Regions from separate parts of the Mus musculus genome. Here regions 2, 3, 4, 5, 6 and 7 are each linked to region 1. A link is a contact called in public HiCAR-type, HiChIP or PLAC-seq and Micro-C data. All regions are on one chromosome and are shown on one strand. The core of a region is the stretch at or near the end of the contact, and the rest is flanking DNA. Distances in the headings are between cores, read along the strand shown.

What was found. A called contact is a pair of places that touch in the nucleus more often than the background predicts. HiCAR-type assays count read pairs that join an accessible place to other places. HiChIP or PLAC-seq counts read pairs in DNA pulled down with a chosen protein or histone mark.
Region 2: a contact with region 1 is called in a HiCAR-type map of embryonic stem cells, with 5 times the contacts expected there. The contact joins the enhancer-like site here to the promoter of 4931415C17Rik in region 1. A contact is called at or near these places in 8 of 39 promoter capture datasets (the 3T3-L1 cell line, hippocampal neurons, liver and 3 more), 1 of 15 datasets of contacts at CTCF or cohesin (large pre-B cells), 1 of 484 Hi-C or Micro-C datasets (muscle stem cells), 6 of 115 datasets of contacts at active chromatin or transcription factors (embryonic basal ganglia, embryonic forebrain, embryonic stem cells and 1 more) and 2 of 9 other capture datasets (embryonic stem cells and liver).
Region 3: a Micro-C map of embryonic stem cells shows a contact between it and region 1, with 6 times the contacts expected there. The contact joins the promoter of Arhgef7 here to the promoter of 4931415C17Rik in region 1. A contact is called at or near these places in 11 of 39 promoter capture datasets (the 3T3-L1 cell line, the HPC-7 cell line, cranial neural crest and 6 more), 1 of 484 Hi-C or Micro-C datasets (embryonic stem cells), 18 of 115 datasets of contacts at active chromatin or transcription factors (bone marrow-derived macrophages, cardiomyocytes, craniofacial prominence and 11 more) and 3 of 9 other capture datasets (adipose tissue, embryonic stem cells and pancreatic islet).
Region 4: an H3K27ac HiChIP or PLAC-seq map of embryonic stem cells shows a contact between it and region 1, with 7 times the contacts expected there. The contact joins the enhancer-like site here to the promoter of 4931415C17Rik in region 1. A contact is called at or near these places in 9 of 39 promoter capture datasets (the 3T3-L1 cell line, cranial neural crest, embryonic stem cells and 4 more), 11 of 115 datasets of contacts at active chromatin or transcription factors (bone marrow-derived macrophages, differentiating embryonic stem cells, embryonic midbrain and 4 more) and 3 of 9 other capture datasets (adipose tissue, embryonic stem cells and liver).
Region 5: a contact with region 1 is called in an H3K4me3 HiChIP or PLAC-seq map of stem cell-derived neural progenitor cells, with 6 times the contacts expected there. The contact joins the enhancer-like site here to the promoter of 4931415C17Rik in region 1. A contact is called at or near these places in 21 of 39 promoter capture datasets (the 3T3-L1 cell line, 3T3-L1-derived adipocytes, the C10 cell line and 13 more), 1 of 15 datasets of contacts at CTCF or cohesin (pro-B cells), 2 of 484 Hi-C or Micro-C datasets (the HL-1 cell line and ganglionic eminence) and 19 of 115 datasets of contacts at active chromatin or transcription factors (the NIH/3T3 cell line, the SCID.adh cell line, cardiomyocytes and 14 more).
Region 6: an H3K4me3 HiChIP or PLAC-seq map of embryonic basal ganglia shows a contact between it and region 1, with 5 times the contacts expected there. The contact joins the enhancer-like site here to the promoter of 4931415C17Rik in region 1. A contact is called at or near these places in 13 of 39 promoter capture datasets (the 3T3-L1 cell line, the C10 cell line, HPC-7-derived erythroid cells and 9 more), 1 of 15 datasets of contacts at CTCF or cohesin (large pre-B cells), 1 of 484 Hi-C or Micro-C datasets (the HPC-7 cell line), 11 of 115 datasets of contacts at active chromatin or transcription factors (the 230-238 cell line, craniofacial prominence, embryonic basal ganglia and 7 more) and 4 of 9 other capture datasets (adipose tissue, embryonic stem cells, liver and 1 more).
Region 7: a Micro-C map of embryonic stem cells shows a contact between it and region 1, with 6 times the contacts expected there. The contact joins the promoter of Tfdp1 here to the promoter of 4931415C17Rik in region 1. A contact is called at or near these places in 3 of 484 Hi-C or Micro-C datasets (Th1 cells and embryonic stem cells) and 1 of 115 datasets of contacts at active chromatin or transcription factors (memory CD8 T cells).

The regions. Positions count from the first base shown.
Region 1 is chr8:12,670,626-12,674,531 of GRCm38.p6, reverse strand. 4931415C17Rik (RIKEN cDNA 4931415C17 gene) reads right to left here and starts at 2,105. Exons shown (of 2, transcript NR_166502.1): 1 at 1,507-2,105. It overlaps Tubgcp3 (tubulin, gamma complex associated protein 3), which reads left to right and starts at 2,432. Exons shown (of 22, transcript NM_198031.1): 1 at 2,432-2,577. The coding sequence starts at 2,502.
Region 2 is chr8:11,698,416-11,702,318 of GRCm38.p6, reverse strand. No RefSeq gene overlaps it. Among named protein-coding and RNA genes, the nearest start is that of 1700128E19Rik, 16 kb to the left of the region's middle. Within about 2 kb of position 1,463, at least 32 of the 459 cell types and tissues checked have an H3K27ac peak or open chromatin away from gene starts, as enhancers often do. A contact at or near this core is called in embryonic stem cells and muscle stem cells, where this site is marked.
Region 3 is chr8:11,726,399-11,730,134 of GRCm38.p6, reverse strand. Arhgef7 (Rho guanine nucleotide exchange factor (GEF7)) reads right to left here and starts at 2,077. Exons shown (of 22, transcript NM_001372321.1): 1 at 1,719-2,077. The coding sequence starts at 1,883.
Region 4 is chr8:12,049,634-12,053,560 of GRCm38.p6, reverse strand. No RefSeq gene overlaps it. Among named protein-coding and RNA genes, the nearest start is that of Gm33029, 190 kb to the left of the region's middle. Within about 2 kb of position 2,045, at least 16 of the 459 cell types and tissues checked have an H3K27ac peak or open chromatin away from gene starts, as enhancers often do. A contact at or near this core is called in bone marrow-derived macrophages and embryonic stem cells, where this site is marked.
Region 5 is chr8:11,799,864-11,803,929 of GRCm38.p6, reverse strand. It overlaps Arhgef7 (Rho guanine nucleotide exchange factor (GEF7)), which reads right to left. Exons shown (of 22, transcript NM_001372321.1): 7 at 3,376-3,470; 8 at 3,062-3,157. Among named protein-coding and RNA genes, the nearest start is that of Tex29, 39 kb to the left of the region's middle. Within about 2 kb of position 2,164, at least 44 of the 459 cell types and tissues checked have an H3K27ac peak or open chromatin away from gene starts, as enhancers often do. A contact at or near this core is called in the SN4741 cell line, embryonic fibroblasts, stem cell-derived neural progenitor cells and 1 more, where this site is marked.
Region 6 is chr8:11,911,189-11,915,240 of GRCm38.p6, reverse strand. No RefSeq gene overlaps it. Among named protein-coding and RNA genes, the nearest start is that of Tex29, 73 kb to the right of the region's middle. Within about 2 kb of position 2,185, at least 32 of the 459 cell types and tissues checked have an H3K27ac peak or open chromatin away from gene starts, as enhancers often do. A contact at or near this core is called in embryonic basal ganglia, where this site is marked.
Region 7 is chr8:13,336,488-13,340,348 of GRCm38.p6, reverse strand. Tfdp1 (transcription factor Dp 1) reads right to left here and starts at 1,598. Exons shown (of 12, transcript NM_001291765.1): 1 at 1,543-1,598; 2 at 610-684. The coding sequence starts at 621.

The sequences.
Region 1 (3,906 bases), core at 856-3,355:
GCAACCTTGGGCTGAAACCATGAGTCAAAACAAATCTCTCCTCTTTTAAAATTATTTCTTTCATGTATTTTATCAGAGCAGTGGAAAGCTGACTAATTTAAGGGTTCACAACATCCAGAGATGCTCCCACAGTGAGGCTGAACCCAGCCATGCCAACCAACAAGAGGGTGCCGATAGCACAGAGTATTCTGGGAAAGTCCTCCTGACTGTGGACGGAAACATTTGTAGTCTCCCAACAAGTCTTTCTTCTCTGGAATAGCTTTGAACCACATGTCCCTTATTCAGTCTGCTTACTGTGGGCCAAATCTGACTGCTGGGAAACACTGACCCACTCAACTGACTGGGTTTTGAGATGGGCTGAAACAGCCAGCCAAGAGGGCTGCTAGTGCTTTCTATATATTCACAACACATATATAAAGATCTAATCACTTATTTTATGTGTGTTTTGCCTGCATGTATGTAAGTGCACCGTGTGTGTGCCTGGGGCCTGAGGTAGTTAGAAGGCAACAGATAAAACTAGAGTTACAGCCAGGTGTGGTGGCACATGCCTTTAATCCCAGCACTCGGGAGGCAGAGGCAGGCAGATTTCTGAGTTCGAGGCCAGCCTGGTCTACAGAGTGAGTTCCAGGACAGCCAGGGCTATACAGAGAAACCCTGTCTCAAAAAACCCAAAAAACAAAACAACAACAAAAAAACCTAGAGTTACAAGATGGTAAGATGGTGGTGAGCCACCATGTGGGTACAGGGACCTGAACCCAGGTCCTCTGGAAGAGCAGCTAGTGCTCTTAACCACTAACCCATCTTCCTAACCCATTTATGTATGTATGTATGTATGTATGTATGCACATACGTATGTGTGAGTGTGATTATTTTTGAGGCAGGGTTTCTCTGTTTTATAGCTCTGGCTGTCTATGAACTCAATATATAGATCAGACTTTCCTTGGAGACCACTTGCCTCTTCCAAGTGCTAGGATTAAAGGCATTGTGTCATCAAGCCTGTTTTTTTTTTTTTTTTTTTTTTTTTTTTTTTTTTAGCATTTTTTGGTCACTGGCTTAGTTGATTTACAATGTCCTAACTTGACTGACTTCATTTTGTATGGTGGAGGTGAGTGGACCAACTGAGGTAGTTGCTTTTCTCCTGCTCTGTGGGTTCTGGGGAACTCGAGTCACCTGACTTGGTGACATCAGCTCCTGTTGTCAAGACTGTGCTGGAGCAGCTACTTTCTAAGTGTTTTCATCTATCTGCTGACATTTCACTTCAAGTAGCCACACAGAAAAGCAAACCGCTCTGGCTTTTCCTGGCTCATTGGCCACCCTCAAATAACTGTCAATACATCTGCAATTAAATGTGTGAGTGCTCAGTCCAGAAAGCCACCTTAAGACTTCTTGCTGGGATCACTCCTATTACCAAAGGGCAGTGCTAGGACCACTCAACAAAACAGAGGCTACAGGGACTGAGGACTGAGCTCTGACTACATGGATGATGGAAACAGAAAAGTGGATCACCTGAAGGTTAGCTACTGGCCCCGGGGTGGAAGAAACACCAGGAATGACTGATAGTTATTCACTATGGCCTTATTCTAGACCTTCTGATGGAGCATCATCTGTGTGGGTGGTACAAAATAGGCTGGAGCTAAGAATGGGCTGAGAGCTGAGTGTTGAGAGTCTCGGCTTGTTAGAGTCGTAGTCAAATTCCAGGCTGAAGCCGAGAGTCTCCTCTTGCAGTTTCTATCGTTGGCTTCAACTGGCTGAGCTCCAGCAGGTACCATTTGTACAGGGAGTGAGTGTGTCCGCATTCTGTACATCACAGAGCGGGCAGGGAAGGGTGGCTAAGAGATCTGCGAGCAAAAGACGAATAAAGGTATGCTCTCCATTAAGCCACCTCTGAGTGCCACTGCTATCATAGTCCTGAGTCAGCGACTAAGAAGGGAGCTTTCTGCGGACCACCGAGCATCCGGGCAGGAGCGGCGGAGCTGGGCTCCCAGTGACGAGGACTCTCCTCCTCCTGCGTCCCAGACAGCACAGAATTTCTCGTGTCTGCGTCTGATTTTTCCTTTGCGGCAGCGCTCAAGCCTCTCCATCTCAGTATCCCCGTTTCCAGGACTACCTCCTGGTGACGTCAAGGGGCAGAGGTTCCAGACCTCTGAGAACTCACTTACGAGAGCCCTGCGTAGTAGTCCGGCGCCCCTGTCCCTGTGTGGCTCAAGCGCACTCGGACTCCGCATCCAGTGCTGTTCACAAGCAGCGCCCAGACCGCAAGCTGCGGACGCGTACGGGCATCCTAGGAACGCGTTGCTGCGAGCGTCGCCCAGCAACGACTTTTCCAGCGCGGAGAAGCTGCCAAGTGCAGAAGCCGGGAGAGCGCACGCGCGTCTCGCGCGGGAAGCGGTGCATTATGGGAGGCGCGCGCTTTTGCCGCTTCCGCGAATATGGCGGCGCCGTAGTTAGGGCGCGGGATCCTGGGGCGCGGGGAGGCTGCAGTGCGCAGTCCGGGCGCGGTAATGGCGACTCCGGATCAGAAGTCGCCCAACGTTCTGCTGCAGAACCTGTGCTGCCGGATCCTGGGCCGGAGCGAAGGTACGCGTCCCGGGGTTCAGGGCTGTGGAGACTGAGCGCCATGACCCCCGCCGGCCGGGTGCTGTTCTCCCCGGCCCCCGGGAAGGAAAGGGGTGCGGCTCGCGGACTGTCCCTGCCCTGGGGGCCCAGGCCGGAGCTGCTGTAGCGGCCGAGTTTGTTTTTGGGTTCGTCCAGACAGCACGGCAGCCTGCAGCTCTGCTTCTGCGTGCTTCTCACTCTGCTGTCACCTTTGCCTCTGGTGATGATGAGTCCTGGTTAGATGATGCTCGCTTATTCCTGGACGGTTCAGCTAGCGAATAATGCTTCTAAGAAGCCAGACCCCCAAGGCAGTCCTGCCCACTTTACCCGTACTGTCGCCGCCGTAGTTGGGGGTGGGGAAAATGTCAAGGATCTGGTTTCATGAAGCTCATTTTGGAGATGAGTGGGGACGCGTCTTGAGGGAAGGTTTTAGTAATTGACATGACTGGGTTGCCTTAGAATGTTGAGACAAATCGCGCAGGTTTTCAAGGGAAGACTTTAAACAAGAACCGAGTTTTAAAAACTGAGAGAGCCTTTTGATCTTTCATAATTTGTAACAACCTATGTAACAACTTGTCAGCGTAGAGGATGAATTACTGTGTCACTACTAAACCGTTGACTTAACTCCCTTCTTGCTTTATTCCTTGTAGTGTTTCACTGTGCAGTTTGTTCATGTAAGAAATCTTTGAGGCTTCCTCGACCCTATTATGCCATGAGAGATGCTCCTGTCTAATGGAGGGAATGTGACTAGCACGTTGGTGAATACACAGTGTTTGTGGGTGATAAAGGGCTAGGGAGAAGGCGGATAGGAGGAGCTTAGAGTTCCAGTATCTGGGGAGAGTGTGAGTGCAGAGGATAGTTTACTTTTCTGAAGGGAGTGATCCAGTCATAGGCAAAATTAGATAACTAAGGCTTAACACGCCATACCATCATTTTTCTTTTATTGCATTGGGTCCAAAATTTTTACCTTCCAGAAAGAACCTCGTAGTTATAGCTAGATTTTGAAGTTATTCATTATGAACTTCTAAATTTGAATTTTACATTAAGATCCCTTTTGATAGAAGTTTCACAGCCTTCAGGTGATTGAAATGCTACTTTAAAGCAGAATCCTGTATCCTCCCATTTTCCCACCCCCATTTGTGATTATGTCTTGTGAATCGCTGGACTTTCAGAGAGATCCAGGGTAAAGCTCATTAAAGATGATGCTGTCTTCTCTGTGGATGGAGTTGAGGGATGCAGAGTCAGCTGGGTTCTCTGCCCTCACACACTTTGTTGATATTTTGTTGTGCTCTGACAGGTGTGTAGCCATAG
Region 2 (3,903 bases), core at 214-2,713, 970 kb after region 1:
CAAAGGTATACAGTTCCAGTTCCAGGGGATCTGATGCCCTCCTCTGGACTTCAAGGACACCAGCCGTGCACAGCCACACACAGCCATGCAGGCAGGCAAAACCCCATATGCATATACATTGTTTTGAATTAAAAGAATACATTCTGCCACACCACAAAGAGGGCCCGGGTTGTCTGTGATGTCATTATCAGAGGACACAGCCTGGAGCTGCCACGAATGTGGTGGGAGACTCATTCCTGGAAATCACACAGGGTGCTGCCAGGGAGAAAGCCAACCTTCTCCCCAGGTAAGACTCCCGCCGGGGCCCCTGGAACAAAGAACACAGACATGCGTGGATGCGCCTCCACTTACTGTGGGTCCCATTTACTGTTAAGTGTTAGGTGGTGTGGAGGCCATCTTAAGAACCAGAGCCCCCATGCTGTGGGCTGCTGTGGGCATGTGTGACCAGTTAAAACCAGGGCTGAGCTAAGGATCCTGGGAGACACGGCATTCCTTCCTCTGCCTTTAGGAAAGGCAGCTCTCCCATGAGAGCCTTGTCACCTGCTGCAGGGACAGTCAGAGTCCTTCCTGCACCTGCCTTGCTCAAATCCCTGCAGTGTGGGTGCCCAACACGTCAGATCCCATGTTCTGGAAACGGTATGTCCAGATCTGCCAGGTGCCATGCCACATGGGTCCGGGGAGCTTCTGACACACACACAGGACCTAGACAGGTGGGGACATCTCGATCTGGTCTGTGGCTTTGTCACACCCACTTGGCTCCAGTCCCTGCATGGCGCTTCCTGCTCTCTTCCTCCTTCACTCCAAGTGGACTTTAACACAAGGACCAAGCCATTTGTGATGGTTGCACTTGCCGAGCTACAGCTAAAATCACCTAAGAGGACAAACCTTTGGGCTTGCCTAGGACAGTTTCTAGACTGGGTGGATGCAGGAAGACCCTAAATGTGGATGGTACCACACCATTGGCTCGAGGGGCTTTGACTGAATCAAACCTCAGAGAGTGAGTTTAGCACTCCCACTCTTTGCTCTCTGCCTCTGAACCCGCACACAACAGAACCAGCTGCCTCGAAGGACTAGATCTTAAGAGCTGTGAGCTAGAATAAACCATCCTTCTCTAAATTGCTTCTTGTCAAGTATCTTGTCACAGCAACAAGGCAAGGAACATAAGACACTGTTCCTCTTGTCTCACCCAGGCTGTGGTTAATCAGCCTTCTCCAAACAAGGCGTGGCTTCATCTTCACCCTCCTCATCTTCCTTGGGAACAACCGCATGAAGGATAGACAGACGTGATCCTGCCTTTGCCTCTGAAACATAACTTGGGGAAACTAGAGGTATGTGTGTGTGTGTGTGTGTGTGTGTATGCGCGAGTGCGCGAGTGCGCGTGTGCTGCCTGCTCCTCTGCCCTCAAGGAACAGCTCTGTGGAAAGGCCGCTTTAGGACAGGACAGAGGCAGACTGACCTTGGCCAATGTGTAACCAATGAGATACCAAGTGTTCAGGGCTGGATGAAGCCCAGACTAGAATGCTAGGCATCTCTAAAAGTGAGGCTTGTCTCTGCCTCAGGGCCACAGTTCCTTAACGGTAGTACCAGAAATATAATCTCGGCAGGTTGGGGGATGATAATGAACTGTGTATACACATGGCTCCCCCAGTTCTACTGTTCATTGATGTAGAAATCCTCTTTCTCGCTAATATTTAACTCCCTCCAAACCCCAGAGTTTTCTCGACTTGAGTGAATTTCCTATCTCTGGAACTAGGGGTGTAGAATGGAAGGTCTGACAGCAGAGGGCGCCAGCAGCACACCGGCTCTCCGGGTCTGTCTGTGCTTCGGAGACAGCAGGAGTCCTATGCCTAGTGAAAGACACCCAAGTCGGACTTCTCTGTCCATCTCTGCACACTCCCACCTCCAAGTGTCCCTTCACCCTCTTCACACCCAAGCAGCCCCAATCCACGGGGCCACACACACAAGAAGCACACCAGGACGCACACGCGCATCCTACTGTAAGCCTGTCCTTCTCCCCATCCTGGGGCATGTGGAGAAAAGCAGCCCAGCTTCTCTCCAGGCTCCGCTGCTTCCGTGGTAGGTTTTAGTGGGCTCTAGCAGGCAGCTGTCCCCTCTGCAATGCTCTCGGTATCTCAGTGCCACAAGAGGATGCGGGGAATACAGGCTCTAGCCCGGGCAGAGCTGACACAGCTGAGCGTATAGTAAGGCAACTGCAGGAGAGCCTGGTTAGATTTGATTCCATGTGTCCTGCAGAGTTCTTCAAGTTGCCAGGTGAATCAGGGCTGCAGCCAGACCTGCCGTCTGAGGTATGTGTGTGGTTCTGGCCCCAATTCCTGGGCATTTTTTGCCCACACTGTAACAGACTCCCAGACCTTAGCACAGCTGATCATGTTAGAGGGGTCATTTTGTCCTTCAAACCCATAGGCTCCCAGCATCTGCCAAAGCAGGAACAAAAACCTAACCCATTCACCTGGTCCGTGCTTCCAGGAAAGGCCTTAAACGCACTAACCTTGCTTTTTGGCTTCTGTAATTCTGCTTCTTGCTAATGAAGTTTGACAATGAGTATGTGGTTTTGTGCATAAAAGACAAAGAGCCTTTAACTCTGAAGACACAGGATGGAGAAGCCGCAGGAGGGGTGCTGGGCCTGGACTGAGCCTGCGCTCCTTTCAGACTCCTTTTGAGCTGACATCAGCAGAATTACAAATTCTGAACAAAAGTTGTTCGGTTTTTGTTTTTCCTGTTACTCAGGGTTTCTTTAGAAGCAAGTTATAGAAAATCCTGACCAAGAAGGATTTAAAAAATATATTTTAAATCTCAGCATATGGGAGGCAAAGGCAGGTGGATCTCTGAGTTTGAGGCTGGTCTGGTCTATATAGTGAATTCCAGAACAGCCAGTTACAGCTACACAGTGAGACCCTTTTAAACACACACACACACACACACACATACACACACACACACACATTCATCTCATGAAAACTTGCAGCCTTCAAAATGTTGGTCTCTAATGTTGTGCGAGTCTCTAACCCACAGTCCATGGGCTTTATGCATCCAGGAACAGTCATCACTGTCATCCAACCAAAAAAATTATAAATTTAGTTAAAACAACATGAGATTTTTGTTGCAGTTTCCTTTTTGATAACTCAATTGTTCAGTTTGGGGCATGAACTTTGTAGACAACAATATTGTTGTGTCTCAGTGTCAAAAGATTGGATACCCATGTAAATCAAAATATTGAGGGGGCAAGTAGGGGTTCATTGTAAGACTGCAGCCAAACCAGAGAAGCTCTAACCGAGAATAAAACATGCTATTGAGCCCAGCACTGCAGGAGACACGGGCCTATGGGCAGGCACCCATCCTATGTGCTGATTTCCTTTCCATGGCTTTTTAAATCCTTCCAAACTGTTCTCCCAAAAGCTCACAGTGGTGTCCACATTCCCTGGTGGGGATATGTAACTGTCAAGATCAGTGCCACGTGAAGGAGAGAGGAGAGACCATGTGTTAATAGTGTTGAGGCGATGACCTGAGAGTGCCCCCTCTTCCCCCCCCCCACCCCCCGCCCCCGTGGCTTACCCGATCCGGCTTTCCGGTTCCTGGTGTTCTCGCCTTGCTCTCCTGCTGGCTGGCGGGTTTTCCTTACGGCTCTATGAACTCCTATGCCTATCAGAATGTTGTCATTGTCCCGAGACTCTGACCCCAAATATAATTTCATGCAACTCGATTTTCCCTTCAGTTAAGGTATCTTGTCCCTCAGCATCCACCTTTACATTTATCCTTGCAATGGCTTGATGTATTTCTCTTTTATAGATTTAGAGGAGGAGGAGGCGGCAGGGTCTCACTGTGTGACATAGCTGGCCTGGAACTATCTAGACCAGGCTGGCCTCAACTCACTGAGACCTTCCT
Region 3 (3,736 bases), core at 828-3,327, 940 kb after region 1:
GCCAGGGACTATCTGTACAGGGTCATCAGCCTTCAAAAAGAGAGTTAAAACAACACCGACCCAAGAGATTTCCACTCGACTGTAGTTTCAGAATGTTTGAGACCAATCTAGCTGCCAGAGGCTAGCCCTTTTTATTCATCTCTCTCTGTGTTGTGTCAGAGATGAAAGAGGCGCTGCAACTTCCTCACGGGATCTTTCTAGAATTTAAAATAGAATATGAATTTTTGAAGTTTGCCTGACCACATCAACGCTGCAAACATGTCACGTGACGTGTTCATGGATGGGAACATGTCCATTGACATAGCACAGGAATCTTTTTACAGCTTTGCCTCAGAAACAGAACAGGGTTATCTTTAAGAACCTTAGCATGTGTCTCACTCAGACGTCTGTCTTTTATTATCACCAATGGCCAGGGGACAGCCGGGTTTTCTCAGTGTCTGGCAAGTCACACCCTGCTCTCTTCAGTCGTTGCATCTTAAAATTGTAACTTTATTGATCTGCCCCACTTATAAACAGTGTTTCCCACATCAGTTAGTCCTTCTAAGATGCATGTCGTTTTCAATACAATGTTCAAGAAAACACCTAAAACCTGTGGTACGCATGTGGAACTCATGGTAAATGTTTTCTGACACTGCAGCATGCCAATTTATGAATACAATTAGAATTTCTGCTTTTTCAGGTCACTTAATATGCATTAACAGAGTGTCCTGCCTAGGGCCTGTCTGTGTGTATGTGCATGTGTGTGTGTGTGTGTGTGTGTGTGTGTGTGTACTCCATTAAGAAGTGTTACTTCTTCCTAATTATGGGACACTTCCATTTCTGTACTTAACACCTTTTAAATTACTAAGGATCTTAAGTTTTCTTGTAAACTGTGTATTGGCATAATCTTGAACACAGGACTTTATTATTTTTTGACCTATAAAACATGGTTGTTCTTAGAAGTGCTCCCAACCCCTGACCCGGCCCGCTCTGTGAGCTTACAAACGAAAACAAACTTTGGTCACCCAGAGCGGTGGTCAAGGTTCACACTGCAGAGCCAGGGAGCCAGCAGCCAGCAGCAGCAGGCAGACAGCTCCAAATCTAGCAGGCAGTGAGGATAAAAATTCTGACCCATCCCCAAAGAAATCGGGCTTCAGCACCCTGTGTGCGCTGTTCTGCAGGCTTGGCTGAGTGAAGAATCCCTTGATGGGGAAGGCAGTAAGTCATTTCACAGCTCGGCCCTCCCTTGGCTTTTGATGCATCCTTTAAACATGCCCAGCCACCGGTCCATTCAACGCAAGAGTCAGACTGCAAAGGCAGCGACGAAACCGTTCAAACAAAGCCATCGCAGAAAGCTGCGCGGCACAGAGACGAGGTTTTCCGATCGGTGTCGGCGAGGGGCGAAGCCGACCTCCCAACTTCACGTTAGGGTGGAGCAGAACCCCACCGCCGCCGGCACAGCCAACTCTCCTTCTCGTGACCCCGAGCCGGCCCCGAGCGTCACCGCGGCCCCCTCCGCTGTCTGTGCTCTCAGGGCGGGTCCCCTTCCCGGCGCCCCGCACACAATGGCGCCCCGAACTCCCGCCGCCGGTCCCCGCGCCTTGCGCGCCGCCGGGTCCGCGCACAAAGGAGGGCGCGCGGGCCCCGAGCCGGCGCGCGCCAGGTGCTCCCGCGCGCCCCGCCGCCCGCCGCCCGCCCGGGCCGGGGACCCACCCGAAGACCGTGCCATGGCCACTTACTTTCTCGATGGTCCCGGGCAGCAGGCGCTCCAGCAGCCGGCATAGGACCACCCCGTCCTTGAGCGACGCCTGCAAGAAGACCTCAGGGTCCGAGATGGTTTTCTTGGGCGACTCCAGCACGCCCAGGGTGATGAGCCACGTAACGGTCTGCTCGGCAGAATTCATCGCTGCGGCGGCTCGGGCTGCGCGCACAGAGGGGGCGCCGCGCGCGATCACCTCGGAGCGGCCCGGGCCGCGGCCACCCGCGCCCCCGCCGCCTCCGCGCCCATGGGCGGCCGCGCGCCGGCGATTGGCCCGGCCGGCCCAGCAGGTCCCGCTCCGCTCCGCGGGCTCGCGCGCGCCCTGGCCCGCTGTCAAGTGCCTTTTCATTAGCGGCGCAGGAACCTGCGGGCGCCCGGCACCGCCCCCGCCGCCGCCCCCCGGCCGCGGCCGCCGTCGCCCGATGACATCACCGGAGAAGAAAGACGCGGCGGCCGCCCGCGCGCACCCCGCGCCAGCCCCGGCGCACGACAGCTGGCGCGCCCCCCGCTCACCTGCGCCGCCCGCGCGCCCCGGGGCTGCGCGCCTTTGTGGGTAGGGCGGCGCGCGATTAGTAAGCGCTTCCCAGAATGCTCTCTTGAGCTAGCCCGCCGACTGCGGGGCGCGGGCGTCTCTTCGCCACCTCGCCAGCCGGCGGGGATGGCACGCACATGCTCGTTAGATCTGTGACCAGATGGGTCTCACTCGGGCAGGAACGAGCGTCGGGAACGCGGGCGCGATGCTAAGCGGCTGGCTGCAAGGCCACTGGAGGCGGGGGGCGGGAGCGGAGATGGGGGGCGGCGGGCGCGGACGACCTTAGTAGCCAGAAGCCTTGCATGACTCCTTGTGAAATTGACGGTGACGTGTCCAGCGATCAAGAGCACATCGCAACCTCGGGTGGGTGTCCGCTGGAAAGCGTGCTGTCCACGCTTAGGCCCAGAACTTGGGCGTCCTCTTCCAGCGCAAAGGATGTGTGACAGGAGCCTTGGGGGAAGGGGGGAGTAGGTGAGGGCTCACCGTCAATCGACACATATTTCCACTTACTCCCGCCACTGGTCCTATGCTTTCCCTGCTGGCTGGCACTCCTCGACAGTTTAAAATAAAGCTTGCAGTGTCCCAGGAGACCTTTCCCCTGGGCCAGGCACGCACGTTCATCCAGTAACTGCTCAAGGCTAGAAGCCATGCGATGCTGTCAATTAAAAACAAAAAACAAAAACAAAACAAAAAAATGATCACAGGTTCGACTCTCTTCTCTGCATTCTCCAGGTGCTTCCATCACCACCATCGATTGCGTTTAATAGCATCTTCTGGCTAAATGACTACATTTCTGTTCCAGACACAAACAAAGCATTAAAATAGTGTGAAGTTTGTTGAGGGCCAGCTTCTCTGTGGTGGCAGCTGCCTTCAGAGCAGCGCTAGCCAGCCCTAACCAACCACTGCTGCAATTACGGTGTCTTTACCACCGACAGACCCAAGCCTCACTTTTTGTCCATTTTCCTGGTTACATATGAGAGGTACCCTGCCCTAGGAGCCCCACATCAGCCAGTTTCCCATCTTGCTTCCCTGTGGAGGTCCAGAGAGTGGCAATGCAAAACTGATCACCGACGCCCGAGTCTATCGACCAAAGCTGCTCAACCCGGAAGAAGCTTTCCCTAGTGCTGAATTGAAAAATTTACTCGTTACTATTTTTAAATCCTGTTAGACTAGGTCTGGCCTTATCACGCAGTACACAAAGATAGCTACATATATTGACTGTCAAGTGGCCCTAAGGAAGCCAGGCAGAGGCCGACTTAATAGACAGAGGAAGTTGGGAACCAACGGTCAGACTGGACCATTGACTACACCCGTTCATTCTGGAAAAAAAGCCCCTGAGCTGCTAAATGATAACCTTACAGATCACCTTCTTTTAACCCCAGTACACGCTAATTTCGAATCATTATTTGGAGGAGATCCTAGAAAGTAGCCCTGCTCACAACTGTGTCATTGAGGAGCTTCGCTGA
Region 4 (3,927 bases), core at 796-3,295, 620 kb after region 1:
TCCAGCGCTGTGGGCAGAGCATACGCCCACACGCTCTGTGCCTGATACGGCTGCTGAATGTCTGTTCATCACTCTAACATCAGCAAATGCCCAGGGCATTCCTGCCCAGGTGTTTCTGGGTTGTGAAAAGCCAGACCAGGATTCCAGTGGCAAGCTCCAGGTAGGGGGAACACAGGAGGGAGGGAGGGAGGGAGGGAGGGAGGGAGGGAGGGAGGGAGGGAGGGAGGGAGGCAGGGAGGCAGGGAGGCAGGGAGGCAGGGAGGCAGGGAGGCAGGGAGGCAGGGAGGCAGGGAGGCAGGGAGGCAGGGAGGCAGGGAGGTCAGGCTAGCATTTGGAGAACTGGTTCGACAAGTGTCTTTGCTGACTGATGCTCTCAGTCAGTCAGAGTCAGGGAGAAATGAGTCCCCTGATAGTGTCTCTCCATCTGTCCCCATGGACCCTTGTAACACAAGGAGAGAATGCAGGTCTCACTGACTGAAGGGCATCTGTCACTAGAGAACTCAGCCATGCACACCCACCTACCCTCCCTGACATGTAAGACCCAGTATATGTCAGTCAGCATCAACCAAATCCGCCATTAGCCATCTGGATCAGCGAGATGCACCATGGTGACTCATATACATGACTCAGTTGGACTTCACAGGACTGTCTTTGGGGACACAGTTCCTAGTCAAAGATAGTGTGACCACAGTGCTAAGATGTCTCACGGTTTTATTGCAACCACCCTGTTTACCATCAGACATAAAGGGGAATATTGCCTGAGATCACATGCACCCTGCAAGAGAGACTAGATGCAGCTCTCTGGTGAGGGGCAGCAAGAAACTGAAGCCAGAATAGAGGGTGACAGAAACCCTGAGGACAGGCTGAAGGAGAGACCCCATTTTCTGGGAGCTCTATTCAATGGCTCAGGATCTTCTAAAATCCTCTAGCACTGGCTCCCCTCTGCAGGAAGGAACCAACAGTAGCCACTAAGGCTGGAGTAGCTTAAGCATAGTACTGCATTCCAGGGTGGAAGAGAGGAGAGTGGCTGACCTGAGGACAGAGGCTCTCAGGGTGCCGGGCCCATGGTCAGTGTTCTTGGTGACACTCATAGGAAGTAGCCTGTTCTACCACAGAGCTGCTGACTCGGCACCTTCCTCCAGTTCTCTCTCTCTCTCTCTCTCTCTCTCTCTCTCTCTTCCTCCCTCCCTCCCTCCCTCCCTCCCTCCCTCCTTCCCTCTCTCCCTCTCTCTCACACACACCTCTCTGTATCCTTTTGTGTCTGTTAACCTATGGCTCCTCTGTATGTATCTCTCTGTGTGTCTCACTCTGACTCTGTCCACCTGTCTCTCTCTCTCTCTCTCTCTCTCTCTCTCATTTCAGTTATCTCTCAGTCTTTCTCTTTCTATCCCTCTATCCCCTTTTCTCTCTCCCTGTCTGGATGTTATCTGTCTATTTGCCTGCCTGCCTGTCTGTCTGTCTGTCTGTCTATGTGTCTGTGTGTCTGTCTCTCTCCATGACTCTCTTTGTCTCTCTGTCTCCTGTCTGTGTCTGTCTGTCTGTCTGTCTGTCTGTCTCTGTGTCTCTCTCTCTCTCTCTCTGTCTGTCTGACTCTGTCTCTCTCTCTGTCAGTTTGTCCCATCCTCCTGCTCTGCTCTTTCCGGTTTGCACTCCCATATTTTAGGAAGGCAAGTGCTTCTGTGGTGCTGCAGTGCTCAGTCATCCTTGGCTGTGGCCTCAGTTTACCATGTTTGGCCCCATCCCAAGCTCCTGCTTCATTCCTGACAGCAGGAAGGAGAACCACCCAGACGCTTGGCTTCCAGGCCGCTGTGCCTGCAGACCTCAATTGGATGCAGCCACGCAACAGTTAAGCTTGTCCTAGCTTTCAGGAAACAGTGGGGGTGGGGGGCATTTGTCTTGTGCCCACCAAGCACCTGCTTAGAGGCCCAGCTCCCAGGCTGGGGGCCTGCGTGGTCCAGCGCAGCTGGGAGTGGATGGATGAGGGTAGGAAACTGCACTGCTGGGACTTCCACGACAGCTGGTGACTCTGATAAAAATTAATCATACAGCAGGTCTGATGCGAGAGCTCTGGCAGGGAGTTTACAGGTGGTCGCTTAGAGTCCCCCTGCGCCCAGGACTGTGAGAGAGAGTGCAGGCCTGGCAGGCTGGCCGGCCTGTCCACCTAACCGGAATCGCTAATCAATTATGGAGCCCTCAACCAAGCGGGTTCTAGGGCCAGATCCCTCAGAAAACCAACCAAAAGCCAGAAGAAGGGCCAGACCACAGACAGGGGTGACAGAAACGTGGTCACCTCGCTGGCTCACTCAGGGAAGACACAGCCCCTTCAGAATCCCTTCAGGTCCTGGAACATGGGCTCGATTAAATATCTGTGATACCCAGCAAATGTAATGAGCAGAGGAAATTGACGACCGTTCCAACTAAATTACAGTTTAAAAGACAAGGAAGGTCCCAGGGGGATGCCAACAAAGCGACTCAGCTGACCAGGCCCAGGTAAAATTGAATTGGAAATGGTCCCTGGTTCATTAACATAACAAAAGTCCCAGTGTCTAAAGGGAAAAAAAGCCATTCTGTTTAAATGAAGGGGGGAGGGGCAGCGTCCTACAAACACAGTTGTCTGTGGCATGTCCACCCCAGCCCACAGAGAGGTCCTGACAGAGTAGACCCTAGTGCCCAGTGACACTGGCAACCTACAGGGTAACACCTAATGCCAGGACTATCTGCCTACTTAAAACCCATTAGACATTTATAATTTTTACAGAGGCGACTTTCAATCTACAGGAGGTCAAAGGCAAAGGTCTCAGCATTTAACTCAGCCCATGTCAGGCATCCAGTTCTCAACCACAGACAGGGGCTGGAGACTCCCAATAGCTAGTGTAAATACAAAAACCAACAGAACAAGACCTCAGAGGAGCTGAGGCAGGAGGATGGCCACAAACAAAAGAGGACAAGGGAGCAAGAATAAGATCTTCACAAGGCAGGGCAGTGAGTGGGCCCTTCTTCCTTCTGTCCCTGGCTGTGTGCTGTAGCCATCAGCACCCTCAGAGGAGTAAAGACATTCTGGGGAGACAGATGTACCCCTCTCTTCAGTCTTCAAAACACTGAAACAACAAAAAGGTAAAAGTAAAATTGCCCTAGGGATCTCATGTTGTGTCATGGGAGAGGCTGAAACCTGGTGCCAGCCAGAGGGGAGCAGATCTGAGTGGGAGATTTTACAGTTGCAAAACAGGCTACATGGACAACTAGGCAATGACGATGATGATGATGATAATGTAATGATGATGATGATGATGTGATGATGATGTAATGATGATGCGATGATGATGATGTGATGATGTGATGATGTGATGATGATGATGTGATGATGATGACAAAGATGATAGTGATGATGATGACAGTGATGTAATGATGTAATAATGATGACGATGATGTGATGATGATAATGACAATGACAATGATGATGGCAACAACAATGATGATAATGATGATGTAATGGTGATGTGATGATGTAATGGTAATGCAATGATGATGTAATGGTGATGTGATGATGATGTGATGATGATGTGATAATAATGTGATGATGATGATAATGATGATAGGTAGGACTGCTTAGTTATACATGCATCCTGTTTCTATTTAAACATAAACCTTACATCAGGACCCCAGAGATGGACTGAAATGCACTGGGCCTCTTGTTCCTGTTCACAATGTGTCCATGTCCCATTAGATATCCTTTCATAGATGTGCCTAAAGACAAGTGGTTGATTCTGCCCAGTGTGAGCTTTGACCTTACAGCTCCAGGAACAGGATCCTGGACAGACTGGTGTTGGTCTGTGCCAGACACTCAGTGTTCAAGGCTGATTTCCAGAGTAAGTCACTATCCTCCCACAGGGCAACTGAGGCTCTCTCAGATGACTAAGTTACCAGAAA
Region 5 (4,066 bases), core at 915-3,414, 870 kb after region 1:
GGGGGGGGGGGAGGAAGGGAGGAAGGGAGGAAGGAAGGAAGGAGCGAGCAAAAACTAACAAAATGACATGGAGCTAAAAAGAAGGCAGACTAGGCTATGTTCAGAAAGCATCAAATATAATTTGCTCCTGAGAAAAGGCACAGGGATACTGTATCTTAAACCTGAGACAACTGAGGACTTGCACGGAGCATTTGTGTGACCCAGGGCTGGGATCAGGACATTGGCGGAGTGTGTACTAGGCACACTTAAGGCTCTGACAACAATCCCCTGCAATGCAAATAAACACAACACAAAGCAGTGACAAGAATTGGACAGTGGGAGAATGGAGTCCTAGGAACCAGAAAAGAAAGCAGAGGACATGACCAAGGGACATACTGCTGTGCACCACACCAAAGTTCCAAAATGGAAAAGACACAAGCACAGGCAAATCAAAGAAATAACCATAGGACTGGGCAGAACGGCCAAGGCACACAGATGTGAGTGTCCGTGCAGGAAGTGGTTCCCACACTTCACTGGTAAGCCCTAACCCAGACAACACAGCATCTCACGTTGGAGCCTAGCAACAGCCACCCGAAGCTTCACAGAGGGCTGAGAGGCTCTCTGCCTTCAACTGACTCACTCGACGGCCAGACACCTGCCTGACAAGAGAAAGACAAGGAGAAAAGAGAAACAGGTGGGAAGCTCCTGTCCAAGAGAGACTTCCCGCAGACAGTGTCTGGGAGCAGAGGTGACACCAGCCTGCAGGCAGAGGTAGCACAGGAGGCACTCCCAGGCCAGCAGTCGCCTGCGCTTCACTATGACTTCGTAAGTGAGACCAGGACTAGGAGACTGCAGGAGCGTGAACCACAGCCACCTACCAGGGTCTGAGAGAGCAGACTCAACTCAACTCAACAGACTGGGGGAGGGTGGCTCTGAAACTCCAACCCCAGACCCCACTGTGTCTCTTCCAGGACTGTGTCTACTGTCTCTCTGCCTTAGGCCACACTCCAGGCCCAGCCGACAGCAAACTTGACGCTGCCTCAAGACAAAAGCACCTCAAAGCTGGGCTTGGGGCCTTGCCCCAAATCTCAGCAGCATCCTGACTTCTCTGAAACCTGCTGCTGCAGGTTACACTATGATCCCACTCACAAAGGACACTGGCAGGAGGAGCAGGAGTAGAGGCAGCCTGGACTACTGAGAGACTCAGCTCAAGCCTGGAGCCTTATCAAGATCTTGTCTCTGTTTTTTCTTTTTATAATTTTTTATGTATGGGTGTTCTGCTGGCATATATGCCTGTGTAACTCATGGCTGCTTGTGGAGGCCAAAAATTAGGAGTTGGATCCCCTGGAACTGGGGTTGCAGGTGCCTGTGAGCTGCCATGTGGGTACTGGGAATAGAACCCAGGTCCTCTTATTAACTCCAGGCCCCTGTCTCAAAATGCAGGTAAGCAGCAGCAGCAGCCTGTACTCTGCAAGGAACAAGAGCTGGTGTGTTGGGGTAGCTTTTACTATTGCGAGACACTTTTACTATTACCACACTGAGTATTTTAGTTCAATAACATCCCCATTGTCCCCAAAGTGAGGATCTATTATCTATTTTAACAGAATGTTAATTTGTTTTTCATAATAAAATACAAGAAAATTCTAAACTTCTGTACACCTTATTTGAAACCTTTTAAGACACAATGAAGATTCTCAGAGTTTATTTTTTTAAGATTTATTTATTATTATACATAAGTACACTGTAGCTGACCTCACACACCAGAAGAGGGCGTCAGATCTCATTACAGATGGTTGTGAGCCACCATGTGGTTGCTGGGATTTGAACTCAGGACCTCTGGAAGAGCAGTTAGTGCTCTTACCCGCTGAGTCATCTTGCCAGCCCAAATTTATTAAAAAAATGTTTTTACACTTGTGTACACATACATGTCTGTGCACACACCACAGCCCCTGTGGAGAGATCAGAAGTCTCTTGTTCAGAGATCTCTTATATAGGAAGGTCCTGGGGACAGAAGTCAAGTCCTCTGACTTGGAGACAAGCAGCTCTACCCACCTAGCCATCTCTCTGGCCCCAGAATTCATTTTATTATAGAAGGAAATTAATAAGCCACGGTTAACATTCCCACAGCAGTGTCGCTGGTATTGAATGGGGAAAACTCTTTATGCCATCTAGCAGGAATGCAGTGAATCGTAAGAAAGGAATCCTGTCAACTGAAACAGTATGTGAGAGGAAAGCTGACGGCCAAACACATTCTGAGAACACTCAACCACCAAAAGCAAGGGAGAAGCAGCTCTGGAGAATCTGGGGGAGCAGGGTGGGGGCGTGGGGGTCATCTCAGAACCGATGGGTACTTCCCACTGCGGGAGTGAGCCCGGCCACATTCTAGTCCACTACTCTTTGTATCTTAACCCCCACCTCCCTCCATAGGCCATTTAAAGGAGTTAATGAATAAACATTGAGATTACTGCCTGGCACATGTTAGGAACTCAGTAAATAAAGAGCATATATGAAAAGTAACCCTGTGCTTACTTCTACAAGCCCAAGCCATGCTACCCAGACATGGTTATTTGCAGGCCAGAGTAACACAAAACTAGAAGAAAACACTGGAAAAAAACTACCCTCCACAGCACACGGCATGTAAACAGTTAAGCCTGCTGTGCCCTCCTTCATCAGCTTAAACTCTCACTCTCCTGAAGTCTTTCCCAGGCTAAAAACCATGTCATAAAACCCAGCCAGCCTAATTCACAGCTTCTACTACAAAACTACTTAAAGAAAAAAAAAAAAAAAAAAAACTAGCTTTTTTATATCTTCAGAACTGTTAATTCTAAAATTATGTTAAACTTCATGCCTTTTTTTTTTTTTTTTTTTTTTTGGTTTTTCGAGACAGGGTTTCTCTGTATAGCCCTGGCTGTCCTGGAACTCACTTTGTAGACCAGGCTGGCCTCGAACTCAGAAATCCACCTGCCCCTGCCTCCCGAGTGCTGGGATTATAGGCGTGCGGCACCACGCCCGGCTGGACTTGGTGCTTTTGATAGCAACTAAACGCACTTGCATCTGTAAGCGCTTCAGCTGGTTTACTTACTTCGTGCATTCTTCTAGGGACTGTACAAGCACTTGCTGGAAGGAAGATATTTCCTCTAGATTTCCCATTAAATATGAAGTGTTTGCTGAACTCAACCTAAGGCCAAGAAAAACCAAAGTAGAAGACTGTCAGTGGTCTGACTTCCTCCCACAAAGTGTTATTAAGGGCCCTAGTCTGATGAACACGATGCTGTGCCCGCAGCAAGCGGGCACTCTGACCTCCACCCACCACCTCACCCTCCTCCCTCCTCTGCAAACACAGACAGGGGGACCAGCCAGCAGGCAGTCAACGCACGCATGTTCTGGCCAACTTACTTGTCACTGGTCTGCAGTGGCCGCAGGTAGGTGGACAGCACAGACTGCAGCTCCTTGGAATACTCATGCTCTGTTTCCAGGATGTTCTGTAGCACCTGGTGAGACATGGCCGTCACTCACATGGCAAGAGGCATCTGACAGGTTATGAGCTCCAGCAAGTCCAACCCATTGAGCCAGTCTCTTTGTTGCTGACATGCAATACTAACACACTTACTGGCATTATTCTTTTGTGGTTATTAACTGCTAACCCTAGTTGATGAATTATGAAGGCCAGAGGTCTGACTTTGTCTTACTGACAACAGGCATACCTAGATTTTGTCAAAGTGCCAAAGTCCATCCTTGGACAAGCCAGGCCAGGTCTACTTAAATTACAAAGGACAGACTGTAGACACTCTCAAAAGCATCTATGGGCAGATGTGACTCTTAAAATGCTGTATGGTGCAGAACAAGCCACCAGCAAGTACCACACACACAACTCATCCAGCTAGTCTAGGAGCAGAAAACTAACCTACAATGACCAGGAGAGGAGGGTAGGGGACAGACTGGCTCTGAATTCTAATTTGGGTACAAGGCTACCCGGGTCAGCACACTTGCTGAAGCTCACTGAACTAGATAAAACCCACGCGTTCTTGTATGCAGCTGAGCATCCCGAAGCAAAACAGCCCAGACTCAAAGTGATCGAGACTATTAA
Region 6 (4,052 bases), core at 936-3,435, 760 kb after region 1:
TCAAGACAGAAGAGTGAGCACAGCTGTTTTTCTCTGCTTAGGAACTAGAGAAAAGCTTGGGCTTCCGGCCAGGGCCCTCCAAGTCACGTGATCTTTCCCAGACACTGCCACTGAGGCTCCAGGGCTGCCCACCTGGCCTCTGCCACGGCACTCAGCTGTCCCTACCAGACAGAAATTGCCCTGAACCCCCTCTGCGTCAAGACAGGCGGACATCAGATGAAAGACCACCCGAGTACAAGATGAAGAAATCACAATTTCCATGTAGAGACTAAGTAACGGTTTTCTCTGACTAAAACCAGTTTTCTGTTGTTCCTCTGGGAAACAGCACAGTGAACTTTCCTTTATAGTTTCCATTACACCACCCTGAAAGGTAATTCTGACAGTTAGCAATCCTGCCTTTCACAGCACAAGAATAAAGCTCCGAGCCTGCGGCTTTGCCAGCGGGAACTGGGAGGGGGAGGGGGCGTTGACAAAGTGCAGAATGAAAGCCAAAAGAATTCTGGGTTTTCTCCCCCAAAATGAACTTGAGATAAATTCAAAATCAGACCGTATGAAGGGGATTGTGGCGCTGAAAAGCCCAGAATCACGAGAGCAGCAGGATAAGATGCAAACAATTAGAACCTTTATTGCTGAAAGACTTTGATGAAAGTAATATTGGTTAAGATTTGAAAACACAGAGGTGTGTTAAGTACGGCATAAAAACAACCTTGTGTTAACTAATTGGATAATGACACATGTTACCACAACTGTCAGCTTCCACTGCGCCTTTAAAAGTTCCGTTTATCAAGCATGTAATTTCATTGTTAAAACACCCAAACCGCACAGAGGTGCCCGATAGCCAGGGTGAACCCAGCGCACATCCCTTATGTATCTGCGAACAAGCAAAGCCCTCCTGCTCTCTGTCCCGGCATGGGGTGGAGGCAGGCTCACCCCTGGCTGATCCAGCTCCTGTGGAAACTGTCAAAGTTTCTTGTCTTAAAACTGCACAGCCACAGCATGGCTCTCAAGTCAATGTCTCCAATTTATAATTCAAGAATGGAGTTAAGAGACCTTAGGCTGAACCAGAAAGAAAATATATATATATATATATATCATTCCTGGTTCCTAGGGAGGCTCAGAAAAAGGTGACGCAGGGTAACACCCGAAACAGTAGCTATGAAATCGCCAACCTGTGTTCCCTCTGCGGCTGGGGACACTCTGTCTGGTCCCACTGCCACCCTCCCGTCCCACCTCAAGCTGAGTTCTTTTACTCTTTCTTGTTTGTCCACTGAGCCTAACTCAAAGCCAAAAATTAAAACAGCAACCAAAAAGTAGTTTCCAAGTGGCAGAGGTCTCTGTGGAACGACTGCTCTTCCTGAGGCTCACAGCCTCACAAGACGGCTGCATGCAATTATGCTCTGAATGCCACGGTCCCAGTAACAGAGAGAAAATGACCTCAAAAGAAAGCTCCCCTTTATCTGGCTGCCCTGGACCTGCTGCTGGGTCCAAGAACACTGTGTCTGTTTCCACAACCCAAGGTACAGACGAGTGTGTCACACAGTCTTACAATCACCAAAACACAACTTTCTGCCAACTTGAGTATCCAAGTCTGGACCGCCCACATCCTGCATCCAGAAAGACATCTCCAGGACAGTAAAAGCTCCTTCCCTCCCCCGCTCCCCAAACTTCCAAGTCTAGTCCAGCAAACACAGGTCTCATAAGGAAATCTGCTCCCAACATCACTGGGTCTCTAAGGACCAGATCTAGGCTGTAAGAGCAAACACTTCCAGGGGACAGCAGGCACAACCCTGGAGTCCCCTCAAGAGGTCTCACCCAGAGCAACTCAATTACACAACAGCCTTGACCCACCTCTGATCTGGGTTCACAGCTAGGTATGTTCCCCTTCGGTGACCAGTGTCTGACCCCACCCTCAGTACATCACACACCCACATCATGGCTGAGCACCAGAACGTCTTCTCAAGACTCCAGAGGAACCAGCCACCTTACCTGGTACCCTGTCCAGGTGCCGGCCTGTGCCTGCCTGTGGACTCCTCCATCCCTGTCAAGGCAGGGCTGCTCCTTCAGAAAGCAGGTTGCCAACTACAGCCTCCTCGTCGGCAGCCTTCGCAGTGATGAGCACAGCTTGGGACCGTCCACAATTAACCAAATACCGTGTGGTCGCAGCGAATCAGCCACGGGAACCGGCACACGGATAGAGAGCAAAGGAGGCTTTCAGAGGGACTCAGAGGTGCCGTCCCTGAATGCTACATTTCTTCTTCAAGATCGTTCCAGCCAGCCCCTTCTGCTATTTTTACTGTACCATAATGCACTAGGTCTGGCTTTTACCCTATTGAAAGAACATGAATATATTATTATCCACACAAAAGAGCAGGTTATTGTTTATGAATTACCAGCCTTCCCAGCAACAAAGCCTATTTTCATAAGAAAACTCAATTTCATTTTAGCTCCAATTTGATTACCAGCTGAAGAAAGGAAGCTCTGCTCCCAACCCTCAAAGGGTTTTTATTCATACCATTGAATGGGCTTTATTGCTTCCTTTTCAAAACTGACGTAGAAAGCTTTTAGAGTAAAACATTGACAAAAAATTATTGCGCTGCTATTTTGTGCAACAGCAGAGCTGAGGAGGGCAGTGATTTCTCAGCCATCCTTCACGGTACTTCAGAATGGTGCGGGCTGGAATTAATGACAGGGAAGGGAGAGGAGGCACGCTAAGGTCTCACAATGCGCGTCAAATCTAAATGATCACCATACATTGAAAAGCCCCCAAAACGCCCAGGCTGACTGATTCACGGCTTTCACCAGAAAGACAGGCTTGAAGAGTTTATTGCACCACAATTTGCTCCGGAATTATCATAAAAATGAATGTGGAGGCTGAATGTCACCCCAGCATGCTCCAAAAACAGACACCCGGGGACAAAGTTCATGCGGGAATTACAGCCACACTCGCAGGCTGCCAGGGTCAGGGTGCAGGGTGTGTCGGGAGGTTGAGTGGCAGTTATCTGGCTTCCCTCAGCCAGGCTCACCCAGGGCACTGGAGAGAACACTCCTGCCACATCAAGTGTTTCCATTTACCGAAGCTTAAAGTAAAAGAAGCTATAGCTGTGAACAGCAAATAGCAGTCCACCTGGGCTGCAAGACTGGGTGCGGAAAAGCTCTTGGCTTGTTTGTTTTCCTTGCGCAAGGGAGAAGGAAGTTTGTGGGAACTCAAGTGCTCCCTGGAACAGTATAGGGGCAAATGTTTAAATGATATGGATAGTTATTGTTAAAATGGCTCGCGCCCCATGCGCATACTTTTCCTTTCATTAAAACGGGAGCAATAATGGCTAAGCTCATGGGGTTGCCAAAGAAACCTGCACTTGATATTATGCAAATAGAGCCTATGGTAAAATAACTTGATGCTCGGGCCGACAGCCAGCCCGTTCCAGTGGTGTCAGGCAAGATCAGACTGTTGGGCCGGCGAGGGCTGTCAAGGCCTCCACCCATCAGTCAAGTGTGATCGTCACAGTTTCCTGGTAATGTTTATGTGCTTTTAAAAGAAATAAAACTCATCAGAGCAAAGAAGCTGGACCAGTTCTCTGATAGGAGGCTGTCCTCTGCTGTCTTCAAACAAACCTAACCAGAGACAGGTGAGTCAGCCCTTTCCCAGAGCCCAAGCAGGTAGGGTAAGTTGCCTCAACTTGGCCCAGATGGCTTTGAACTCAACCCACATCACCTGCCCCAGTGAGTGTCCTATACACTCTGGGGCTTCCTTTGGGAGATCAGTTACCAGAGTAGCTCATGTGGTGTGGAAGACAGTGTGTTCCTTGATCCACGCTCTGTGTGTTCCTTGACCTACATTGTGTGTGTTTCTTGACCAACATTGTATGTGCTCCTTGATCTACACTGAATGACTTCACATCCCTGAAGCCACTATCAGTGACTTCCCTTCCCAGCTCTGCGATGGCCACTGGTCATGGCCACCAACCTGACCTCGGCAGCGTCAAGAATAATGTTGTTTAGACACTAGCCTGCGTGGATGCTCCACACACTTCCAGCATGGGGCGTTCATCGCT
Region 7 (3,861 bases), core at 349-2,848, 670 kb before region 1:
CTTAAAACCTAATTGTCCATACCTGTTTCCCAAAAAAACTTCAAAACGCTCGGTAGCTTCGTGATAAATATGAAGCTAAACCAACCAGCATTTCCACGGTGTTTCATTAATCACCAAATGTCATCTTTCTGAGAAAAATGTGCCCAAACAAGTAGTTGGGATTCAATCCATCAAAGCTGGATTACGGTCTTACGTACTACATAAAACTAGTACAGTGTAAGTTCCATGTTGACAGCTCTCCTGTGTGGAAACCCACTAACAAACAACACCCTCTCACACACTCATAACTGAGAGATGTATTAATTTTTTTATTTTATTTAAGCAGTTTAGATAAAGAAAAAAAAATCAAGACATCATCATCAAACCACGAAAAAAAAAACAAAAAAGAAAAAAAAAACGTGTCACGCTTCGGATGACAAAGACCATTTGTGCAGAGGGGAGACACCCACCTAACGACTCTCGCCATCATCCCTCATCTCCATCCCAGCTCCTGCCTGTAAAATGTCTTGGCCAACCCACTGCCACACACGTATGGCCACTCTCAAATAAAGGGAGAAAACTGCAACGAGCTGTGCCAACATGTCTGCAGCATGCAGCGACCATACTTACATCTTTTGCCATGTTACCAGATCCAGGAAATCAAGGCTTTAACTGCGTACCCTCCACAGAAGAAACCGTACTTATCTGGTTAAAAAAAAAAAAAAAAGAAAGAAAGAAAGAAAAGAAAAAAAGGGAGGGGATGAATAATGAATGAGAATGAGAAGAAATTTAACGCACATCGCATTTCAAAGGAAACATCTCCCCACCAGCACGAGGCAGAGGCAGGCCTCCAGGCAGCAGGGGCCTTTCTTGCACAATCCCGACAGGAGAGCTAGCCAAGCAGGTCCCACACGGGGATTTTAAGTCACCTCTCTAAATGGAAATGCTCCCTGCGGGCACCAGCAGCTCCCACCGGCAGCGGGGCCAGACCCCGGACCCTTGGCTGAGCGACGCGCAGCCGTCAGGCTCACCCCACCTGGGCACGCGGGCCCCGCCTGACCACAGGCCCCGCCGAGGCACAAGGCCCCCCACTTGGGCACACGACACTGCGTGGCTCCGCCCGGGCCGCGGCGGGCACCCCCCACCCCGGGCTGCCCAAGACCCCGAGGGGCCGCCGACCACTCTGACAGGTGGGCTCCCGGCCGCCCGCCCGCTCGCCCCACCTGTCACTAGGCCCAGCCACCAGCCCCGCGCCCTGGCGCGGACAGAGCCGGAGGGTGGCCAGGACCCCTGCCCGCCGCCCACGCCACGCCGCGTCGAGGCCGACTCCAGCTGAGGCTGGGCGGCGGGCGGGATGCGACCGGACGCGGGAACCGGGCTGGGGCGGGAACGGGGCCGCGCGCCCAGCCTGCGCCCTCCCGCCGCGACCGGCCGGTGCCCCCGCCACACCTGGCTGGCCGGCGGGGCGCGCGGGGCGGACGACGGGGGCGCGGAGGCGCCGGCCCGGAGGTCCGGCCCTGGCGGTCCCTGCCCTGAGCCAGCGGCGCCGGGACGCGGGCTCACCCTGGGCCGAGCGTCGGGCCGGCGTGACGTGCGCGCGGCGCGGTGACGTGGGCGGCGGCGGGCCCGCTGCGCGCAGCGCGCCTGCGCGCCTTTTCGCGCCTTCGGCGCCCTCCTCCTCCTCCTCCTCCTCCCGCCGCTCATCTCCCGCGCCTCTCGCCGGTGCTACCCGCCCTGGGAGAGGGGCGGGGCCTGCGCGCGCGTGCGCGTGCGGCGGGACCCGGCTGGAGACCGCCGACGCCGAACAGCGCTGCGCGCGTCTCCATGTGCGCTCGGAGAGAGGCCACGTGTGTGCGCGCCTCTGTGTGTGTGTGTGTGTGTGTGTGTGTGTGTGTGTGTGTGTGTGTGTATGTGTGTGTGTGTGTACACCAAGGGCCAACTGTATGCATATCTGTGTGCATGCGCAGGGAGTAGAGGGCCACGTGTTTGGCTCTGTGTGTGCGCGTGTACCACGCGCGCCAACGGTGAAAAGAATGTGGTGTGTGCCATACCTGCATGCACACGTAGGGAAAGGATCATGTGTGTGCACACCTGTGGATATGCAGAGTCTGACTGTATACACGTGTGTGTACATGGAGTATCAGTCGTGTGTGCACGCCTGAACATATATACAGAAGAGAACCCTCTGTGCAAACATATGGAAACCTATGTTAATGTCTGCGCACTGAAAAAAAGCAGGCGTGTGTGTACACATGAGAAAAAAGAGGTCAGTTCTGAGAGTGCTTTAAAGTACCTGCATGTGCACACAGGGAGAAGAATCTTGTTCATTTACACAGAACAAAGTAAAGACTGTTCGGATGCATACTGAACAATACAGAGACAAGATCCCCCACCTCTGCTCAACTACTGACCTCCACAGCCACATGCCCTGAGCCTGGGCTGTCAGTGATTCAGGGCAGGAAACAGCCTGTTAATCAGGTGTGTATGCATTTGCGCCTTTCACTTCAGAAACCTTCTGCTTCATCCCAAGAGGGGTCTGGTAGACCCTGAGCCTTGAAGACTCAGTCCATCTTAGAGGCCACTTCTTTAAGACTAAAGCTGGAGAGCCTGGGAGGAGAATAGGCTGGGGCTCACAAATCAGTCCAAATGGTTCAGATAAAATGACACAACGTTTCCCAAGAATATGGGACTGAAGAGCAGGGCAAAGTTAAGTACTATCAGAAAACTGTTAATGTGAGTGACCGGATTTTATTCTGGAGGAAAGGTCAATTTGACTCCCAAACTGACAGATCTTTCTCCGTTACCTGGCTGCCTCAGTCCCATGACTCAGCCCAACAGCCCTTCTTTAGCATCTGGCCGAACTGTCCGCCAGCAGCTGTCCTGTTTGAACACTGCTCAGCGGCTTTGAGGAAGCAGCCCTGCAACCACAGCTGCTTATTGCTGAAGCAGAAGAGGCGATACCCAGGCATGAGTGTGTCAATAGCTTGCACCAGAAATACCCAAGGCATGAGTGTGTCAATAGCTTGCACCAGAAATACCCAAGGCATGAGTGTGTCAATAGCTTGCACCAGAAATACCCAAGGCATGAGTGTGTCAATAGCTTGCACTAGACTCTTTGCCATCACAAGCTCTGGTAAGCTCTAGTAGCAGTTTTCACCCAGAATTTGGGGTTGGGGGATGAGGGGTTCAGGGGGAGGGGGAGGGAAGCATCTCTACTGGCCAAGCAGAAAGACTGTGACTGGTGCAAACATCCTTCCCACACCCCATTTCTGACTATATAAACAAGCTATTTGACTCACCTTTTCAGTGAGTTGGGAGAATCTTTTGTCCAATAGAAACTTCTCTCAAGTGATGTTACACAATTTTTTTATTATTATTTCTACAAGCTAGACTGGTAGCATGAAGAAATAAAGGACAGAACGTCAGCGGAGTGGTGGCAGCGGCAAGGGGGACTCTGAAGAGTGAACAGGGCACGCACAGCAGCACACAGAGGCGATGGGACGACAGGCAGAAGAAATAGGAAGCCATTCAGAGAAGATAAAGCACGCACCAGGACTGAAGAAGGCTATGAAGAGGCACAGAAGAGTACATGGGTACCAGTCACTGGAAGAGTTCCAGGGAGGTGGCAAGTCTTGTCGGGTCAAGGTCTTACTCTAGGATTGAAAGCTAAAGCTACAGTCACGTAAGTTCCCAGCACCCCGTACCCACACAGAGCCACAGCACCGGCTGGGATTACAGTAGCTGCCAAGTGTTGTGGCTGCTGTTGGTCCAGAAGAGTCTAAGCCTCCAACTTGAGTGTCTCGAGCTGTAAGTCTCTGGCTTCTAGAGCCTGGAGCAGTAGGCCCTCTGCTCTCAGGGAATAGAGTTGTAAGCAATTGGATC